2 separate regions of the Rattus norvegicus genome follow, and region 1 is linked to region 2. The links are chromatin contacts, called in public Hi-C maps. All regions are on one chromosome and are shown on one strand. The core of a region is the stretch at or near the end of the contact, and the rest is flanking DNA. Distances in the headings are between cores, read along the strand shown. Region 1 overlaps Hadh (hydroxyacyl-CoA dehydrogenase). Region 2 holds the start of Rpl21l1 (ribosomal protein L21 like 1).

Region 1 (5,018 bases), core at 603-3,102, 400 kb after region 2:
CAGCTGCAACTACTTTAAAGGATTTTTTTTTTTTTTTAAATTAAGTCTGGATGTGTGGGGATTTGTACCCATGCATGCAATGCCCAACCCCGACCAGTAGATGGCGTCCTCTGGAGCTGGTGTCACAGGCAGTTGTGAGTGGCCTGACATGAGAGCTAGGACCAAGATGGATCCTCTGTAATACATTCGCTTAAACCACAGAGCCCTCTCCCTCTTTCCCTCCCAGCCCCCTCTCTATCTCTATCTCTCCTTCCTCCCGCCCCCCCTTCCTGCCTTCCTCCCCCCATCCCCTTGATAGACTAGCATCTCAGACTGGATGATGAGGTCTTCAGCCAGTAGAGATGTGGAATGTCAAGAGTTAACCAGAAACGGTGGGATACATAGAGTCTCAGAAGAGGAGGAAGCTGCTAATTACAGATCACATCCGTGAGCCGTTGCCCCCCTCAGACCTTTGCATTTGGAATCCTTCTGATTCTAATACAAGGGCGCCAGGCATCGCTCTTCCTGCAAAACCATCCCCAACATAATTGTGCCCACCCAAGACTTAAGAAAGTGCATACAGCCGCGTGCTGGCACACAACCATCTCAGCAGCCCAGGGGGCAAAGGCAAGCGGCCTGCCCAAAGTGGGCTAGCCTCATCTACATAGTGGGATTGAGAACAGCCAGGGCTACACAGAAAGACCTCATCTCAAAAACAAGTAACCCAAAAGTTGTTAAGTATTGACAACCTTCCCTTAGGCCTGTGATTCTCGCAGACATAACTTCAAAGATCCGCCATGAGGCCACATGAGGAAGAGCAGCCCGCCTTCCAAGGAAGTAGGGTTCGTAAACCCTAAAGTCTCTGCCTGCAGCAGAGACTGGGACCCTGGGCAACAGCTTCTCTCCTGTCTTCTTTGGTCCTATTGTAAGTCTCTGGGTAGAGGGAAGAGCCTCTCAGCCTACCTCTCTACAGCTTTAAGAGGGGGGCTGAGGGCTCTCAGAACTGATTGATCCCAGAGGAGGCAGGAGAGTTCATTCACCCACAACTCCCCACGTAGAAAATTCAGTGTTCTAGGTTTTCTCTCGGTTTTATTTTGTCTCAGCATCTCTACCTGGTAATTCTGAGTCGACGACTGTTTCTGTGAGGCCAGCAAAGGCAGTTCCTGGAGGTTTCCCCATAATGCCTGTTCACCCAAGAACAGGACATGACTGGCAGAACGTTCCAGCAAAGGCACCTACAAAAATGAGGTCGAGGCATCTTACCAAGACCTGGAGACTGCATCCGGACCCCACAGTCTCCGAGGACCCCAAAGGCCTGAAGCAGCACTCTGACCTAGGGGTTTTCCTTTCTACATATAGACTTCTATTTCAAGCAGTTACGGTGTCAAATTCCCCTGAACTATAAGTCAACATCAGCCTTAGTTAGTGTGGGCAATCCTGCTTTCCCTCCTGTGTTTATGTAGCCTCCTGGGGACTCACACCTACAGTTCTGCCCCCATGAAATCCTTAACAGCTCATCCAGAGTTATCTGAAAATCCAGCGTGTGTCCCGGGACAAGGAGAGACTGCTCAGTGGTTAAGAGCACTGGTTCTTCTTGCCCTGTGGGTCCCAAGTACCTATAAATCCAGATACAGGGTAACGACGCCCTCTTCCTGCCTCTGAAGGCACAGCCCGCAAGCAAAGCGGAGACGCGTGTAGGCAAAACCACTCACACACAGAAAAGATGTGGGAAAGCTTAAATAAATAAAACCACAACACAGTAGGGCAAAGTTCGTGTAGTATCCCATTTGCACACATGCAACCTTTGCCCTGCGGTCTTAAATCACAAGGGCTATGTAAGCCTAAATGACAGCCACTCCTCCTTTCTCTGGCCCTTCCCCGGTAGCTGTGGAAATGCAGGAGCCAGGAGGTCCAGTAGCTCATTCCCTAGGTTTAAAGTACTCAGGACTGTGGTAACGCCATGGCTTCCTCTCCAGTGGGCCTCTCTGTGCTCTGTAAGACATGCATCATCCTTGGAGTTCTGATCATTAGCATCCCCACGGAAAGGTTCCAACACTGTGTCCACCTTACCAGATAACGAGACAAGAACCCCTCCTGGTTACTCAGGCAAAGCAAGGGGGGTGGTTTACTCAGGCAAAGCTGGGGTCCTGAAGACCACAACTCCTCTGGGTCCTTTCAAAACCCAGGGCATGAAGAGAACTGGCAATCCTCCAGCAGCTACAACTGGTGGGTGGAAAGAAACCCCAGCATCGGTGCCACAGACAAGTGGTCCACCTTCAGGGGTGAAACCTTGCTTTGTCATCTCAACAGGGTAACAAAGAAAAGGTGACAAAACGGATGAAAAAAGAAAAAACCTGTGATCATGATGACCACATTATTTAAAAAAAAAAAAAAAAAGGACACAATCAAATGGGGTTTTTCAGAGTATGGTGACGAGGTTGAGGCTATGGCTTGAGAGGCACACAGTTTGTCCTGGGTTCGGTTCCCAGTACTCAAAGGGGTAGGGAGGCAGTAGGATCAAGTTTCAAGGTTATCTCGGGCCCCATATCGAGTTGAGACCAGCTCGGGACACATGAGGCTCTGTCTCCAGGTGGGGAGGTAAGAGGGACCACAGCAATGATGCCATCGTGCAAGTATTTTTAATTACTATTCATGTTCCCCCAATGCTTGTCAGCAAGAACGTTTCCCCCGTGGAATTACAGCCACACCTTGTATTCTTAGTAGGTTTGGTTACTTAGGTTGAAATGCTAAGGGGATTAAAATTAAGGTGGGACAAGACGAAAGCCCATGTCGTGCGTAGGAGCAGCTTAACTCACCAAGAGCGAGCACCAGTAGCGTGTGCGGTTGTGTAAGCCATCGCTCACACACCGGTTTAACTTTCTTAGGGGCAAACAGTCTAATCTCAAACGAGTTCCTGGAAGCTGACCTTAGCCAAGCTAAACACCTGACAGAATTCAGTGACGAATCCCTTCATAAAAGGTTTTTGAGTGACTTTGTAGGATATAGGATGGCCCACGTCAGTCTTGAACCCACAATCATCCTGTGTCCACCTCCCAAGTCCAGGGATCCCAGGCCTGTGCCTCCCCACACTTGGCTAAGCCCAGCCTTTCTCAGGGTCAACACCTGCTTCCCTGTGACCTTCTCCTACATCGGTCAACAGTTCCCTGGAAACAGACCTCAGACCGGGTGTCAGCAAGTTAAACAATGTTTCCCCTTCATCTGCTGCTATTAACAATAACAATAAATCTTATGGACATTTAAAAGACCATGGGTTTTGTTCTGTAACATGTTTGCAAAATAACCAAAGGATTTCCTTTGAAATTTTCACTTCTGTCAGAGGAATTAATGTCACGGAGGGGTTGTGGAAGGAGCATGATTTGGTTGTTCGTTTGGTTGGTTGGTTGGTTGGTTGTTTTTTGTTTTGTTTTGTTTTTACCTAAAACCTGGTATTGACTTTCAAATGCTATAAAAGATTCATACTACCATTAGGAGGCATCTTTAGAAGCTGAGAACCAGCTTCTAAAAAGTGAGGAAGAAAGCTCAGGGATGGGAGTCCTACTAAGGTTTGATTTTCACGCAGAGCCATGGAAGGGCCCAAGAGACTACTCCCCAAGTGCTCATTCGAAAAGAGAAGGTTCCAGATCCCGCCTGGCCAGTCCCCCAGAACAGAATGCAGGAGGAAGATATCATACAATGGCAAAGGAGTTTGGTTGAGCATCTGGCCAGATCAGAGTGCATTTAAAAGTCCTTCCAGAAACAGTGCTCTGTCTCTCCCCACCCTGGGAGCTGACGGTTGCACTACTGAACGCTCTCTCTTTCCTGAAACTTAGTGGTTAAGAGAGAGCTTGGTCATTTTCAGGATGAGTGCCCACATCCTCTGTAGACTCTGGTTAGAGGGTGACAAACTGAAGCCTGTGGGCCTGGGGTCACAGCAAAGGTTAAGAGGTAGCCTGAGAAAAAGCAGAGCTGTGAGGCCACAGGTGACCTAGAAACAGTGGGGCAGGATCAGGCCCTAAGTAAGTCTATCATCAGCCAGGCTCTGGTGTGCTGCCGAGGCAGAAATGCACACAGGTATGCGCTTTCTCGCTCTGTCACACCCTCAAAGCATTAGAGATCAATAAGTTCTCACACCAATGCTCACAGCATAGCAAAAAGAAACCCAAAAAATATCCTGATAAAGCTACGACCTACGGTAACGAGTACCGGTTGTGGGGACGAACTATCTGAAAGCTGAGATTTGACCTCTTCAGATCCATTCTCTAGTCTTTATCATCAAAAAAAAAAAAAAATCCAGATCTAATCCGGAACCTTCCACTAAATACCTGCTGACCTTGGACACACCCCTTAAGCTCTCTGCTAACGAAGCCACTGGACCTCAGGGCTTCAGATGTCTTTCCAACTCCACATTCTATCATGGAAGACACTGTCAACCCAATGATTAAAAGAATCTTGGGTTACGTTATTTGGCTTTGTGGCAAAGAAGAAACAGATGTTCTTAAAAAACCGCTCTTTGTGCTCCTATTACTATTTTACTGGTAAGAAACGTGGAAGGGCTGGACACAGACCGGCCTCACACACATGCCCCCCCCCTCCCTCCTGTGTCCTGGCTTCAGTACCAGCCAGAGGTCTGAGAAGACGGGCCCGTGGTCATAATTACTTCAGCATTCTGTGATTTTAAGTCGTATACGTTTATTTATTCCCATCCCAATGTTTACAGATTAAAAGACTGCATTTTAGTAGAGTCAGCTCAGAGGCACTTTGTAGCACTGATTTCTCCTGAAGAAATGAGAGAGACAGACAGTGACGGTTAAGATCCGAACGGCCACGAAGATGGGCCAAGAACCAAGCTCACAGGTACTTGCCCAAAACTCCAGGAGTCCTGTCCTGATGAGGAGTAAAAAAGACGGGACATTTTCTGTCACGCCCAGAATGTAGGCTAAGGCTCAAGGTTGCGGGCTACAAATGTTCCCAGGCACGCAAGGCCTCTCAGGTGCATCTGTAGGCACCATGGTGCCTGCCCCTGGGGTTCAACGCTGATA
Region 2 (4,866 bases), core at 2,079-4,578:
CCTGGACGTTCGTAGCTCCCTAATGGGAGGGAGTCTTAGACTTCCTAATTAGCAACATTACCAGATGCCAAACACCGTGCTCTCTTTAAATACACATCCATTTCAAACAGTGTTCACTGCGGCCCAAGGAAGGAAGCCCCCACTGACTTTGGGGAATAGAATTGAGTTTTTTTTTTTTTAAATGAGGTCGAGGATGGAAGGTTTTGATACCAAAGTAAACACCCAGCGAAAATTCAACTTCAAAACACACAGATGTTTAAAGATAATATCCAGAAGCTAATGGCTTGTCGGTCACACATCTGGGGGTCTGTTTCTGCTTGAAATGATTAACAGGATGGTGAGTAGAAACAGGGGCACAGCCCTTTAGAGAAACTACGTAGGGACAGCACAGGCAAGTCAATATTTAAAACAATTCCACTACTTTTTGTATTCACACAGGTGCAGCTAGACACTTTTAGAAGAGTCTATTGCTCGTTACTTTTAAAAAATTGAACTGTGACTCTGTTTTCATGACTTCCCAACAACCCACCTCATTAGTTTGAGTTGGATACAAAAATTTCATGGCATGTAGTCTTCTTGGAGATTATAAATGTTATGTTAAACATAATTGGACAGTAAAATTTAAAATGAGCAGATAGCAAGTAAGCTGATGGCTAGTGCCCTTACTCAGAGGCCTGTGAAGAAAGAAATAAACCCCAGTGCAAACCTTGCTAATTGAAACAACCCTCCAGTGAGGTGTTTAACACAACACACGGTGAAGCTTGCACTTTCTGGACATTTTAAAGCATCTCCAGGAGCCAAGAATTCTCTGGGTGGGCAGTTAGGACGCTTTGCCAAGAGCTGAGTAAACAAAGGCACTCATGGTTCTCAAAGCCATCAGCCGAGTATAATGTCCAGATCCAAGCAGAACAACCGTCAAGGAGTCACTGACCAAGTAATACAGCAAGCTCGCCCTCATGTGTGCGGGACTCGAGCCCTCAGGAAATGGATACCTGAACCTGGGGTTCAGATAGAACCACTGAGACTGTGGGAGGATACAACTGGAATGACAAGTAGCTGGTTATCAGCACAGCCTCCCAGTCATCTGGAGTGGCAGCGATGAGAGGGTTCTATTATGGGTTAGGACCACCAAAAAAAAAAAAAGTCTCTCAAAGGTCTCTTATTGACACAGTGCTGTGAAAGTCACTTGAACTCTGAGATGCAATTCTCCATTTGAAGGTAAGGACCACAGTACTTAGCCTCTAGGGTGAGTAGAAGATAAAACAAGGTAACTCATGTCAAAGGCTTAGGGCAGGATCTGGCACATACACAATACCCAACAACTGCTTTTATTATTTGGAGGGGGAGCTAGAAAGGAAGACGGGCTTATCAAATCTATATGGTGTTCCCCACACGTCTACTCACCGCTGTATCAAGGTGGAGCGATGTACTCGTGGGAGGAAACATTGGCTCACCGTTCAGCGGGAACAGATTCCCCCTAACACAATGTTTTGCTTCGAAACACGACATAAGACGAAAGCAGACATCAGATAGGGTGCTTGGAATGTGTTGCTCAGAGACAATAGCTTGCTTCCTACATGGATTCTGTTCGACTTGTTAAGTACAAGCAGTGAGAGCCCAGTTGGGAACTGAAGTTTGTTTTCCATCCCCAGGGCACGGTAACCAACTGGGGCACCTGGCCATGAGTCAAGGATCCATGTTGTAACCACGGCTCTGACAGTGCTCATCCTTGGCCTCCTTCCAGGGACGAACCAGGCTTTTTCATTTCCTGTTTAGCTTGACACGGGCAGTGATTATTTACGGAGTAGCAAGGGATCCTTTTCTTTTACTTTGTTTTATTTTACTTAGTTTGAGCAACCAGCTGTGGGTTCTGAGGTTTACTTTCTTAAATAACAATCAAAGTACTAGTTGTGTTAATCCAAGTTACCCCTTCTGCATTCATTGTGTGGTCACTGGAGGCAATGTCACCCCACTTAACACTGAGGGTGTGTTGAAACCTAGCTCCCTGCGGTGTTCTGGGATCTTCCATAGGATTGTGTCTGGTGTTCCCAGTTTCATCATCCGGTGTAGCCGTTTTCTGCAGTTTCTCTGTCTCTGCTGTCATGTGTCATTATGCTTGGTTGGTGACTTGTTTCTGGCCACCTAGTCCTCTGTTCCACTGTCTTGGGTGTTGGGATCTGTCTTCTCTCTGCGAGGCTAAGACTACTGATGGACAGCTGTAAAATAGAGTTTCTTTCTTTTTTCCTGGTCCAGCATGTAATTTCAGCCAGCCCCAGTCCTGTCTTTCTAGTTAACGAGAACCCAGTACAGGGAAGAAGGAGATAAGTCCAATCTGTAAAAGAGCTGTCCTAGAAGAAGGAGAACCCGAGTTCAATACCTAGCACTGGAATAAAAATGCCAGGCTTGGTGGCATGCCTTTGTAATCCCAAAGCTGGGAAAGCAGAGACAGGAGGATCCATGGGGCTCACTCCCAGCCAGTTTAGCCTAATTGGTGAGCTCCAGGTCACGGAGCTCACCTGTCTCAAAGAAGATGTATGTCATTTCTGCAAGGGACCCTTGAGGTTGTAGTCTGGCCTCCACAAACATGGGTGCCATGCACACATGTTCACACACACACACACACACACACACACACACACACACACACACACACACAGAGTGGAGGTTGTTTTCTGATGCCAAGAGTCAATTCCCTTGAGTCTCCCTAGCTAAAACGGACCTTCCTGTCTTAGTCTAGAGTGGGCACAGGTGGTATCTTTTTTTTTTTTTTTTTTTTTTTTTTTTTTTTTTTTTTTTTTTGCAGTCCAGGTTCTTTATTTCCTTTGTATACATTAGGCCATGAATTCGTATGGACTGCGCTCCAGCAGCTCAGGCTCCTTTCCATTAGTCCTCACAAAGTGGGCTTCTCTGGGAGGCACAGGCTGGCGCTTCAGCTGAACCCAGGTGCCCTTCTCTTTGGCTTCCTTTTTCTTCTGATCGTTCTCCTTCACCCGCTTCAGGAAGCCGTCTCTGCTCTTTGAGTGCTTGGTGTGCTCAATCCGCACATTGATCCTCTTGGCCGGAATCTTGCCTTTAACTTGCTTGTTTACAATGATGCCCACGGCATGCTGGGTGACATTGTAGGCTCTTCCAGTTTTGCCGTGGTAACACTTATGGGGCATTCCTTTTTGAGCAGTGCCCATTCCCTTGATGTCTACAATATCACCCTTCTTGTAGATTCGGATGTATGTGGCCAAAGGAATGACTCCATGATTCCTAAAAGGCCTAGAGAACATATACCGAGTACCTCTCCTCTTTCCTTTAGTGTTCGTCATTTTGGTGAGTTACTGGAAGATGGCTGCCCCGGCAGAAAGCCACAGGTGGTATCTTAAAGGTCCATTTCTTTCTCACGTCACACAGCACATGCTGCAGGCAATTCACACGTAATTTTTTTTCTTTCTTTTTTTTTTTTTATTAACTTGAGTATTTCTTATATACATTTCGAGTGTTATTCCCTTTCCCGGTTTCCGGGCAAACATCCCCCTCCCCCCTCCCCTTCCTTATGGGTGTTCCCCTCCCAACCCTCCCCCCATTGCCGCCCTCCCCCCATAGACTAGTTCACTGGGGGTTCAGTCTTAGCAGGACCCAGGGCTTCCCCTTCCACTGGTGCTCTTACTAAGATATTCATTGCTACCTATGGGGTCAGAGTCCAGGGTCAGTCCATGTATAGTCTTTAGGTAGTGGCTTAGTCCCTGGAAGCTCTGGTTGCTTGGCATTGTTGTACTTTTGGGGTCTCGAGCCCCTTCAAGCTCTTCCAGTTCTTTCTCTGATTCCTTCAATAGGGGACCTATTCTCAGTTCAGTGGTTTGCTGCTGGCATTCGCCTTTGTATTTGCTGTATTCTGGCTGTGTCTCTCAGGAGCGATCTACATCCGGCTCCTGTCGGTCTGCACTTCTTTGCTTCATCCATCTTGTCTAATAGGGTGGCTGTATATGTATGGGCCAAATGTGGGGCAGGCTCTGAATGGGTGTTCCTTCAGTCTCTGTTTTAATCTTTGCCTCTCCCTTCCCTGCCAAGGGTATTCTTTTTCCTCATTTAAAGAAGGAGTGAAGCATTCACATTTTGATCATCCGTCTTGAGTTTCGTTTGTTCTAGGGATCTAGGGTAATTCAAGCATTTGGGCTAATAGCCACTTATCAATGAGTGCATACCATGTATGTCTTTCTGTGATTGGGTTAGCTCACTCAGGATGATATTTTCCAGTTCCAACCATTTGCCTACGAATTTCATAAACTCGTTGTTTTTGATAGCTGAGTAATATTCCATTGTGTAGATGTACCACATTTTCTGTATCCATTCCTCTGTTGAAGGGCATCTGGGTTCTTTCCAGCTTCTGGCTATTATAAATAAGGCTGCGATGAACATAGTGGAGCACGTGTCTCTTTTATATGTTGAGGCATCTTTTGGGTATATGCCCAAGAGAGGTATAGCTGGATCCTCAGGCAGTTCAATGTCCAATTTTCTGAGGAACCTCCAGACTGATTTCCAGAATGGTTTTACCAGTCTGCAATCCACACCAACAATGGAGGAGTGTTCCTCTTTCTCCACATCCTCGCCAGCATCTGCTGTCACCTGAGTTTTTGATCTTAGCCATTCTCACTGGTGTGAGGTGAAATCTCAGGGTTGTTTTGATTTGCATTTCCCTTATGACTAAAGATGTTGAACATTTCTTTAGGTGTTTCTCAGCCATTCGGCATTCCTCAGCTGTGAATTCTTTGTTTAGCTCTGAACCCCATTTTTTAATAGGGTTATTTGTTTCCCTGCGGTCTATCTTCTTGAGTTCTTTGTATATTTTGGATATAAGGCCTCTATCTGTTGTAGGATTGG

Evidence for each region. A called contact is a pair of places that touch in the nucleus more often than the background predicts.
Region 1: a contact with region 2 is called in a Hi-C map of hepatocytes, with 1.7 times the contacts expected there. The contact joins the enhancer-like site here to the promoter of Rpl21l1 in region 2. A contact is called at or near these places in 11 of 12 Hi-C or Micro-C datasets (the A7r5 cell line, the Rat2 cell line, frontal cortex and 6 more).

What each region holds. Positions count from the first base shown.
Region 1 is chr2:222,457,394-222,462,411 of GRCr8, forward strand. It overlaps Hadh (hydroxyacyl-CoA dehydrogenase), which reads right to left. Exons shown (of 8, transcript NM_057186.2): 8 at 4,656-5,018. Among named protein-coding and RNA genes, the nearest start is that of Hadh, 45 kb to the right of the region's middle. Within about 2 kb of position 1,853, at least 4 of the 93 cell types and tissues checked have an H3K27ac peak or open chromatin away from gene starts, as enhancers often do. A contact at or near this core is called in hepatocytes and liver, where this site is marked.
Region 2 is chr2:222,056,595-222,061,460 of GRCr8, forward strand. Rpl21l1 (ribosomal protein L21 like 1) reads right to left here and starts at 3,329. Exons shown (of 1, transcript XM_039103356.2): 1 at 2,757-3,329. The coding sequence starts at 3,314. The coding sequence ends at 2,832.